Regions from separate parts of the Mus musculus genome. Here all the other regions are linked to region 1. Evidence: chromatin contacts called from public promoter capture Hi-C data. All regions are on one chromosome and are shown on one strand. The core of a region is the stretch at or near the end of the contact, and the rest is flanking DNA. Distances in the headings are between cores, read along the strand shown.

Evidence for each region. Promoter capture Hi-C pulls out the DNA fragments that hold promoters and counts their contacts. Capture Hi-C pulls out chosen DNA fragments and counts their contacts.
Region 2: a promoter capture Hi-C map of adipose tissue shows a contact between it and region 1, with 6 times the contacts expected there. The contact joins the promoter of Drg1 here to the promoter of Aebp1 in region 1. A contact is called at or near these places in 3 of 39 promoter capture datasets (embryonic stem cells, erythroid cells and liver), 1 of 115 datasets of contacts at active chromatin or transcription factors (bone marrow-derived dendritic cells) and 1 of 9 other capture datasets (adipose tissue).
Region 3: a promoter capture Hi-C map of liver shows a contact between it and region 1, with 6 times the contacts expected there. The contact joins the promoter of 8430429K09Rik here to the promoter of Aebp1 in region 1.
Region 4: a contact with region 1 is called in a promoter capture Hi-C map of liver, with 3 times the contacts expected there. The contact joins the promoter of Patz1 here to the promoter of Aebp1 in region 1. A contact is called at or near these places in 1 of 39 promoter capture datasets (liver) and 2 of 9 other capture datasets (adipose tissue and liver).

Annotation. Positions count from the first base shown.
Region 1 is chr11:5,860,530-5,863,229 of GRCm38.p6, reverse strand. It overlaps Aebp1 (AE binding protein 1), which reads right to left and starts at 1,364. Exons shown (of 21, transcript NM_009636.3): 1 at 832-1,364. The coding sequence starts at 1,078.
Region 2 is chr11:3,265,073-3,267,772 of GRCm38.p6, reverse strand. Drg1 (developmentally regulated GTP binding protein 1) reads left to right here and starts at 1,310. Exons shown (of 9, transcript NM_007879.2): 1 at 1,310-1,504. The coding sequence starts at 1,463.
Region 3 is chr11:3,451,051-3,453,750 of GRCm38.p6, reverse strand. 8430429K09Rik (RIKEN cDNA 8430429K09 gene) reads right to left here and starts at 1,314. Exons shown (of 4, transcript NR_028317.1): 1 at 1,011-1,314. Rnf185 (ring finger protein 185) reads left to right here and starts at 795. Exons shown (of 7, transcript NM_001290472.1): 1 at 795-1,542.
Region 4 is chr11:3,289,140-3,291,839 of GRCm38.p6, reverse strand. It overlaps Patz1 (POZ (BTB) and AT hook containing zinc finger 1), which reads right to left and starts at 1,383. Exons shown (of 4, transcript NM_019574.3): 1 at 1-1,383. The coding sequence starts at 1,226.

The DNA.
Region 1 (2,700 bases), core at 115-2,614:
AGAAGTCAAGTAGCAGGGGCCACCCTTCTAGCACCCTAGGAGCTGCAATTGCTGGGTGCGGAGAATTTAATGGCGAATGGGAAACACACAGGCAGCTGGCTGAAACACAGGGAATACAGCAAAACATGCAGCAGGAGCAGGGTCACTTGGCAATGTCCAGAACGTCTTGGTTGCTGGAGGCAAAGTGTGCAGGGAGGTGAGGGTAGGGAGAGCAGGACAGATCTACAGCAGTGGGGGCCGGAGGGGGAGTGGCTGACCTCAGGAATGATGAATGGTGCCTTACAGTCTCCTGGGAGAGAGATCACAAGATCCGTTGCCACTCTCCAGAGGGCCATGAAAAACAGCTAAGATTTACTGACAACGATTGCATAAGAGGCTCGGGGTTGCATGCCTCCGGGATGCTATCACCTCGCTTAGTTCTGACCATCTCAGACTGCCCACTTTCACCTGGAAGTCTTCCTCACCCCGCTCCCCTGTCTGTGTTCCTGTGGGAGAAGAGGAGGCAAGCAGATGCCTAGGCTTGAAGCTTGCCACTAAGAGACTAGGGCCAGTTCGGAGAGGCGAATCACAATTTCCCACTCGTCCAAACCTACACTCTCTTGAGACCTGGGATGAACAACTTGGGCGACCTCAAAAGCCCAGCGCCACCCTATGCTGAACACACACCTCCAGGTTTCCAAACTCCAGGACAGAACTGCTGCCTGGCAGTGTGTTGCCTTGCGTTGCCTTGGAGAGACATTCCTCACGGGGCAGCATGGGAAGTGGCTAGACCCTCCAGAGCCCCTGTATGCTCACTTGATGCCATGGCCACCCATGTCACCAGGTTCTCACCTTCTACATCTGCCCGCTGCTTGCCCCCTGCCTTGGATTTGCGGGGACGCTGGGTGGGTTCGGGAAGCGGCTGGACTTCCACGTCGTCTTCCCGGGGCGGGGACTGGGTCTCCAACTCCGAAAGGAAGCCTTCGAGGAACTCCTCGATCTCGTCGTCCGTCAGCACCGTCTGTGGGTTCCCCTCAGGGCACAGCGTCAGCAGTGCCAGGAGGCCGCAGAGCAGGGATGCGGTGCGCACTGGAGCCATGGCTCTGGGCACGCGCGGGAGCCGGGCGGGCTTGAGCAGGGACTTGGGTGGCAGGGGCAGCGCCCCGCGTAGGGGCGGGAAAGGGCGCGAGGAACGTGGGCGTCAAGGGTATCCAGAAAGCGGTGGGAAAGGGAGATTCAAGGAGAGCAAGGGGCTCCAGGAGAGGTTCTGGCGGGCCCAGCTCCGGCAGCAACTGGGCGCTCCTGCCCCGCGTGGCTGGCTCTCACGCGGACCGCCCTCCAGAGCGCTTGCGACGGCCTGGCCGGGGCGGGGGCTTCGGGTTTCCGGAGGGGGAGGAGGAGGAGCCGGCCTTGGACCGGGGGCTGCGGGGGAGGGAGGCGGAGCAGCACGGAGCCCAGACTAATAGCAGCGTCAGCGCCCAGTTTAGAGGGTCTGGGTGCAGGGCGCCTAGCGGGGAGGAAGGCCTGGGAGAAAAGAATGCAACAGTTATGGGGAAGGGAGTGTGCGGAGTCTAAGGAGACCTGTGCTCTAACCCGCTGTGCCCTTTGCTCTGAGCCCAGGGAGATTGCTAGGGGAGGGAGGGAGTAGGGCCCTCGAGGGTACTGGCGATCACCTCCTTTCCACTTTCTGGAGGTTAGCTCTTCAAAGTGTCACCTGCTGTGTGCTTGCACAGGTGTCACCTTTGTCCAGTTATCACCAACATCCCAGGTCTTTGGAGCCAATTTTTGCGAGGAAGGCTGTGAAAAGCTGTTCTCAGCAAGCTGCTGTCCTTATGGAGATAGGAGCCCCACTTCAGAGCTCAGGGCTCAGGTCCCAATGTGGAGTAATAGCTATTTCTCTCCTTCCTCTGACCAGAAGCGGTTAAAACAACAAATTGTTTACAACAGCTTCAGCTATGGCTTCTAGAATACAAACGTTGGCTGGCTCATAATGGCCATCATAGCTAAGCCCAGGAATGCCAGAGCATTTACCCATGAAGGATTAAAGATGTGAACGTGGGCTTGTAGCAGCCATAGGTCCAGGGCAGTGGCAGGCAGCTTTCAACCAAGGTGGGGAGGCACTCTGATAAAAAAGAATAGCGACCCCCAGATGATTGACATGGGAAAGTTTACATCTCAGCTGGAAGAGAAAAAAGAAAAAGCAGGTCAAGAAACACCAACACGATGCCACCTCCTCAGTCTTTCACCCTCACCCTCACCCTCTCTGTCCAGCATGAGCAGGGAGAAAAAGGGGAAATTTTCGGGTACTGGGCTCTGTAACCCACTGCTCTCAGGGAGTAGGCAAGCCCCTCCCGGCAGTCTCCTTTCTGGCTCTCCTTGAGGAAGCATGGAGACTATGCCAAGAACTGATGTGTGTGTGAGTGTGTGTGTGTGTGTGGGGGGGAGGGTCTAACCCATCTTAGCCCTCCTAGCTGTCTGACTCAGCAGGGGAACTCCGTGTCCACAACTTACTATACGCATATTAAATGGACCACCTTTCTGGTTTATTCGATTTTTTTGAGACAGAGTTTCTCTGTGTAGCTCTGGCTGTCCTGGAACTTGCTCTGTAGACCAGGCTGGCCTCGAACTCAGAAACCCACCTGCTGCTGCCTCCCAAGTGCTGGGATTAAAGGTGTGCACCACCACTGCCCGGCTAAATGGACCACTTTGTGCTGTGCCTAG
Region 2 (2,700 bases), core at 61-2,560, 2.6 Mb after region 1:
TTAGATAAAAGAAAGTATGCACCCGTGTCCAAAGCCCAATTAAACAATTACACAAAGCAAATGGTCGGTCCCTCTATGTCCCTCATCATCAGACCCATAAACAATTCTCCCCTCAGGGTTCAGGGGGATCCTCCCGATCTAAGTGTCATGAGTGAGTCCTCGGCATTACAGGAAAAACCTTCCTATGGGAACCATTCTTTTACCTCCCTTTTTCTTTTTTTCCCTTTTTTATTTTATTTTTTTCCCAGTTTTTCGAGATAGCTTTCTCTGCCTTGACTGTCCTGGAACTTGCTCTGAAGACCAGGCTGGCCTGGAACTGAACTCAGAGATCTACCTGTTTCTGCTTCCTGAGTACTGGGATCAAAGGCGTGCGCCTCTATCATCTGGTTTATCTACATTTCCTAGAATGTACTTTCTGGCATGGTGTGTGGTAGTCGAGGGTTGCCTTGAACACAGGAGATCCTTGGTCTCAGCACCACCAGGAGACACACTCCGGTACTTTTTTTTTTTTTTTTTTTTGAGACAGGGTTTCTCTGTATAGCCCTGGCTGTCCTAGAACTCACTCTGTAGAGCAGGCTGGCCTCGAAGTCAGAAATCCGCCTGCCTCCCAAGTGCTGGGATTAAAGGTGGGTACCACTACCCTATGCCTCTCTAAGTGTATTTCTAACAAACAGCCTAGAGAGTATAATGATAAAAGGCACAGTTCTATTTGTCCATCTGACAAATTCGGGACTCACTTCCAGTCACACTACGCTTTAGTGGCTGTAACCTTATTTTACACAATAAAAATGCTTTTATATTTATTTATGCATTCCCTTCTAATTTGTGCTAACATAATTTCCAACTTTTCAACATGATAGCTTCTCCAAGTAATGGCTCTCTCTGGAAGAGCTCATTCGATCCACTAACTGTGGCTCGTTGAGTGCCACACTCCTTCTTTAGGGTTCCTGGTAAACAAAGGATCCCTCAAAAATTGTGCCCCCCACCCCTCTGAGTCTCTCTACAACCCCCCACCCCTCTGAGTCTCTCTACAACCCAGGAAGCCGAGGTCTGTCCTGATGAAGAAAGGGAGCTTCCAAGTATCTGCGCGCACTCTGATGGTCGCCGGGTTTAGGTGCACGCTGGGCACGGGAGTCGAAGGGGCGAGCGCAGGTCCGGCGGGGTGGGGCCGAGCTGCGCGCGACCCTCGGCGCGCTCCGGGAAGTTGGCCCGAGCGACCGCTCTGGTCACCTCACTGCGGGCTCTATGACACCGCGCTGGCTGGCGGGACAGGGAGGAGTCGGCGGAGAAGGCGGAGACCGCCCATCTCCGAGAGCGTCGGCGCGGACTTCTCGCGGAACCGTGTCGCGAGCTTAGCAGATCCCGCGCTTGCGCGCTGCAGTGGTGGCCAGAGGCGCGGCGGGCGCGAGAAGGGGGACCTAACCAGTGTGGAGGCTGGTGTGGCCTTAAGCCCTCCGCCACCATGAGCGGGACCTTAGCGAAGATCGCGGAGATCGAAGCCGAGGTAAAAGGCGCAGCCGGCGCTTCTCTCCTGGCCCTTCTGCGGCGCTGCGGCTCCTCCGGTGTTGCGTCCGCGGCGTCAGGGCCTGGCTTCCACCCCTGTGCCACCAGCTGCCATCGCCCCCGTAGTCTAAACCTGCGCTGCCGCAGCCCCGTCCCCATGCAGCCCCTTCCCTCAGTTCCTCGGGCCTGGGCTTCTCAGCTCCCATCCGCCAGCTCCGTCTCTGCGCAACCTCCCACATCCCACACCCAGCACTTGCTCCGGTTTTCGGCGCATGTCTCGACATTATTTCTGTTTTTCTTGCTTTTTTCTCTGAGCCACACGACTTCTATATCCCAGACTCCGTGATCCGATCACGGGCTTTGAGGTCTTGTCCCGTTATTCCTTGCCCACTTGCCACTCACTGGTGGTCCCCTTTTACACGCCGTTGGTTGTGACGGTAAGATCTGGGAGTAAGTAGATTGTACCTGGATGGCGCGTCATCCCTGAGACCTTCAGGGCTTTTTAAAGTCCGTAATGTGACACCCTTCTTTTAGATTGGGTACCGTAGAAACGAATCAGCAGATGCATTTTAATTCCCTCTGTGGATAGAAATTCGAATGACCGTGGGTCCTTTCACGTTGGGTCTCGTTTGTTTCTTTTGTGGTGAAGAGAATGAACTGGAGAGGGGAGAGGGAATTCAGTTTATTTTTATGTTTCTGTGTGTGTGTGTTCAGCATTACTTAGGGGAATCGTTCTGTTCAGTCATGGTTTCTGGGATTGAGTTTAGGTCTTCCAAGTTTGGCAGCAAGTGCACTTGAGTGTGTCTATCTGGCCCTGGATTTTTTCCCTCTCTCCCTCCCTCTACCTCTCTCCTTTGTTTGGAGACAGGGTCTTGCTACATACTTCTGGATGTCAGGGATCCCATTGTGTAGATCACGCTGGCCTTGAACTCAGACAGATCTGCCTCTGCCTCCAGAGTGCTGACATTAGCCAGGCTTGGTTTTTCTTTTTAAAAAATACTTAGTTGCCTGTATCCTCTTCAGTCTGCAGTTTGCTGGATGCTCGTGAATATGAGCCATTTGGTCTTCCCCTGAAGCAGTATTTCAATAGACAGTTTGTTCACCTTCACCTCTATTGTGGGCGTCTAAGGATAAAAAATAATTCTTAGGTGGAGCTCAGGAGGCCGAGGCCAGTGGTACACTAATGAATTCAATGCC
Region 3 (2,700 bases), core at 65-2,564, 2.4 Mb after region 1:
CCTCAGGTCCCCCACAGGTGGAGCTAGAGATTGATAAGGTCAAGGACTCTGGGGAGAGGATGCAGGCTCACCTGCCATCTGGCGTTTGGGCTTTCACACTGGCAAGCAGAAGCTGAAAGCCATCCAGTACAGGATACAAGGCCGGTGTGCCAGCCCTACCTCAGCTTACACACAGGAATGCTACTGCTACTGCTTGTCCGAGGCAGGACGGAAGTCCCTTCTTGTTCTACAGAATGAGGTGTGCCGGCTCTCCACCCCCCACTCCCCCCACCCCTGCAACAGCACAGCTATGCAGCTTTGTAGGAGCTGCACAGCAAAATCACTCACCTGCACTGAGCACTGTTGCACTGGACTCACATGTTTTTATATATGGAAAGCTAAAACACCAATTTTTCTAGTTATTTTTAAATATAATAAATGCACTTGCTACTGTAAAAAAAAAACAATCCCTCATTGGTTACAAGTTCATCTAATTAGTTTTAAAATAAATTACCATGTATTTATTAAGTGTCTCTGTATACATGTGAAGGTCTGATGACAACTTGCCAGACTCCTTTCCTTCCACCGCTGGGTTTCTGGGGACTGAACTAGAGTTGACAGGCTTGGCAGCAAACATCTTTACCTCTGAACCATCTCATGGGCTCCAATTAGTTATACTCTTATTACCTTTATTATTTTGATACTGAAATTTCACAGATTTGGCTAGTAGAGTCTTCAAGAGAGCTCCTGGGTCGTTTTGCACATTCTCATCCATCACCACTGTTAGCATTCCTTCTAGGCTCCGCCCCACAGTTACCTGGCAACAGCGAGGTATGCCCGGCTTACTATAAAAGGGGCTGTTCGCCCCCTCCTCTCCCTTACTCTTTGCCCCCTTCCCCCTCCGCCCTCTCTCTTCACGCGTTCCTGGCCGGCCTCTCTCCCTTCTCCTCATTCTCTACTCCCTTTCCTACTCCACTTCCCATGCCTCCTCCTCCTGTTCTTCTTCTTTATAAAACAGAACAACCACTGACCTTACTTTCTTGTACAAGGCATTCCAAACTGGTATTTCTAGAACTGGCTTTTTCATCCGCCCATTATTTTTGCGACACGGTCCCATGTATCCCAAGCCTGCTTCGAAAACGACATTGAAGTTCTGACCCATCACCCGAATGAATGCTATGATTAGCTGGCGGGTACGCACATATTTATTCCCACGTCTTCACGCGGGCGAGGCGAGCTCGCCCATCCACCGAGCTGCCTTCCCTCCTCTTCCAGCGCTAGGAAACCCTACGGAAAGACCAGACGCCCTCCCCTTCCTGTCCCGGGGCGGAACTTACCAGCCGGGCGCCTGGGCCGGAGAGCAGCGCTGCACACCAGCCTTTTCCGGCTGGAACCGGAAGTTGTTCTACTAGAGGCGGCTCCGCGTCAGGTGACCAAGTTCCCGGTAGGAGGGGTCGGAGGTTCAATCTTTCTGACTGACGCGTCTCTAAGACTGGCTCGGCTACTCCGGGACGGGGGAACGGACAGCTGGCGTCGCTGGCGCTCGCTCTACCGCGGCGGCAGGTAGGTGACGAGCTGGGACGGCGGGCCCGGGAGGCATGGGACCCCCTTCCCAGGCTCAGGGATCTGAAGCCAAGGGCCAGGAGTCATCCAGTCTGGCTCTGTCCAGGTCCCAGAAGGAAGGTCAGACTGGCATCCGTGGGTACAGATTGGGCAAACTAAGGCCCCAGAAAAGGGAAAGAAGGGTGCGCACAAGCTCCCCTTCCAGACGGGGCTCGTCCTGACTCCCGTAGCCTCGGGGGCGGGACCGCCTCTCTCGTGGGTGGCGATTTGGTGGAGTGGAAAGATGAGGAATGCGGTGAACAGATTTGGGGTGAAGCGTAGGAGACCTGGACTTGAGTTCGCTGCCTGCAGCTCACTGTGCGTTCGAGGCCAAGTCTTTGACCTCCCTGAACCTAGTTCCCACAGCTGTACAACCGGGCACAGCTGTCTCAAAAGCGTGGGCCTCCACAGCACCTGCTCCGAAACCCTCCGGGATGCCGGCTCTCCAGCCCTGGGCTTTTCCCACAGCTTGTTTCGAATCTGGGTCTGGATCCTAGGAAACCTTATTTTGAACGTTCTCCTCTGGAGTCCTACTCGTGTTTGAAGCCTGCTCATCCGAAGTGCGGTCCCGCTGTGAATGCGGTACTCGATTCGAGGCAGCTGGAGCCGGCTCGATTCTATGAAACTTCTAGCTTAGGAAAGAACGCCGGAGGAGAATAACTAACTATCTTTAAAAGCTGGCGCGGGGTGGGGGTGGGGGTTGGGTGGGGGAGTTATGGCAAAGAGGCCTCCTGCTTGATCTTTGTAGCTGAAAGAGGTACAGCTACGATTAATAGGTAGGTTCTAGGGGGAAGACACATGTGTACTTACTATTAAGAATTTAACGGAAGAATTATCAGAGGTGACGACTGATGGGGATTGACTGTCTCCTTGGGAAAGGAAGTATACAGGAGGCGGCCCTTTCCAATTTAAAAGGCTCGTATTAGTATTTATTGTGACTCTTACCTCTCCACTGATAACTCTGTCTTCAGAGTGTATGTGATACTTCTTTTGTGGTCTGAGACAGGGTCTCAGGGATCTCAGGCTGTCCTCAAGCTCCTTTTGTAGTTGGCCTTGAACCCGGATCCTGCTGTTTCAGTCTTAAAGAGTGCCAGGATCACTCGTTACTTAGTACCATTA
Region 4 (2,700 bases), core at 134-2,633, 2.6 Mb after region 1:
ACTGACCCATCATGGGACCTCACATGGTACGACATTCGGTCTTTTCTCTTGAACCGCAGACCACACACCGGGCACGAGTACGGCTTCTCCCCCGAGTGGGAAAGCTTATGCCGGTTGAGATGGTATACGTCACGAAAGATCTTGCCACAGATCTCACAAGCCACTTGCTTCCTGGTCCGGCTCCTTTTTCTGGGGCCATCGGGGTCCTCGGAGATGGGTAACCCATTCTCACCCAGCCTTGGAGGAGGAAGATCGATATAGCCCAACTGGAGGCTTGTGACGCCGTGCTGGGCCTCATGTTGCCGGAGCCGGTTGGCGTCAGTGAACACCTTCCCGCACAGGCCACATGGAAGGATGCCTGCTTCCCTCAAGCCCCCTGGAGACCCAAACATGGAGTCCAGCAGGTTGGCCTTCCTGGGGCGTCCCCGGCCTCGCTTGCTAGTTAGTGGAGGTGCACTGGATGCCACATTAGGGAACGGAGAAGTCAGTAGTTGGGGGGATAGGGGTCCAGCCACCATGGGCAATCTGTCCACCCCGGGTAACACAGGCAGAGAAGCTTGGCCCGCAATAGCAGCACCTGTGGCCCTGGCAGCCTCCTCCTCGGGCTGCATACTGCCAGCAATACCGTTACTGTTGGCTGCCATGGCTGCCCCGTTGGTCATGTCCAAAGGGAAGCCCAAGTCAGAAGTCCCAGGTGGGCGAAAGAGCATGATATCAGCCCGGGCAGGGGGCACGAGGATCTGCACGTTGGACTGTTTGATTACTTCCTGGCAGATCTCGATGACCGACCTCATCAGCAGGAACTTGGCGGCCGTCATGAGCTCGGGGAAGCTCTCTAGGCGCACAACGATTCGGGACGTATAAGCGAAGTCCAGGATGTCTCCGAACACTTTGGAACTGATGGTGTGCATCTCCAGTTCGCGGCTGCCTCCAGCTCCGCCGCCTGGAGCCGCCGCCGCGCCTCCCACATCAGCAGGACCACCATCTGCAGCTCCGCCGTCGCCTAACTGGGCGCTGAACACAGACTCAAAGTACTCGCTGCAGGCAGCCAGTACGGCGCGGTGCGCTGGGAAGCTCTCGTCGCCTACTCGTAGGAGCACGTCGCAAAAGCGCCCGCCGTTTTTGCGTTGTTGGTTCAGGTTGTGCAGCATCTCCGTACTGTGTCTGCTCACCTGGTAGGTGTAGCAGCCCGACGGACCGCAAGAAGCGTCGTTGACCCGCTCCATGGTCGCTGCCCCTTCCCCACTCGCCGGGCCGGGCACCCGCCAGTCCCTGGTCCCTTCCCTTAGGCAGCGAGACGCCTTTTGCAGCGGACCACTCACACTCCCCGCACGTGCGGCCCAGGGCTCGGTAGTACTCTCAGGTGCGCCCAGCGCACACGCCCCCTGCTCTAATAAAAAGGGCTAGACCCAGCGGGGCACTGCCCCCCACATTGCCGCCCTTAACCTCCGCCGGACCCGCGTAGCACTCCCTCTCCGCCTGCCCGCCTCCCTCTCTAGGTCTACCTTCCAGGGGTAAACGAGCGAAGAGGTGCGCCCCTCCTGCAAACGCAGCTGCCACCTCCCCTCCCGCCCGCCAGGCGGCGCCGGCGCGCGGCCAAAAGGCGCGCGCGCGCGCGCGGGGAGGAGGAGGGGTCCGCCGCGCAAGCGCAAGCGCGCGCTCCGAGGCTTTTCCCGGGCCCACTGGGGGCGCGCGCTGCGTCCCCTGCAAAGCGCGAGCCGGGGTGGGGGCGCCGGAGCAAAGGAAACAAAAGGCGAAGGCGAAGGCGGCGGTCCGCGCGCACAGGGGCGGTGGCGTAGGCCGAGTCTTGGAGCCCGGCGAAGGCGGCGGCCGAAGCGAGCGGGTGGCAGTAGCAGGGTGGGCCCTTTCCCAAGCCAGGCACGAGTGGCGGCGGCGCTGCGGCCCCAGGCTCCGTGCGTTCGGAACGGAGGAAAGATGGCAGCGGCTGCACTTCCTCTTGCACTTTCACCCCTGGGGGGAGGAGAAGGAGGGGGCGATACCAACAACACCCCCCCCCCCAGCTTGCAGAAAGAAAAAAAAGCAGCGAGCTCGGCGTGGGGGGTCTCGGTCGCCCCGACTCAGCACGTGCGCATCCGGCTCCCTAGCTTGGGCCGCCTAGCGCTGCAAACTTTCCACTTTCTTTGTGCCGAACGCCCCCCCCCCTCACCCAGCGGAGGATGCACGTCCCCCATTCCCTATTTATACAACCCCCCCCCCTGCAGCTCCGCTCCGCTCGCTTCCTGCCCCCACTCCCCAGCTCCGCCAATGCTAGCGCAGCCTGATCCTCCGCCTCCCCACCCCGCCCGCGGGGCCCGGGGCTGCAGCCTCAACCACCCCCCACACACCACCACCCCCCCCCCGACCCCGGCCAATACGATCTGAGCGCCGAGCCAGCAAACCAGCTACAGCCGCCCCTCCGCTGCCCGCCCAGAGTGTAGGCGAGCGTGCGGGATGGGCAGCCAGAGCCTGTGGATCTGAGCCCCCCAGCCTACCTTGCGCACCCGCAGGTCGGACGGGCATCAGCACCCTGCCTAGTTCTCCTTTGATGGCCGAAATCCCTAGAAGTCGGCTGAGACCTCCCGCTCTGCTGCCCTAGGAAGGAGACGGGATCCCGATCCGACGCAGGCGGAACCTTCTGCCTGCCTCACACTGACCGAGGCAAATGCCCGGCACGCCTGGATAACTAGAGATAGGTCGTTT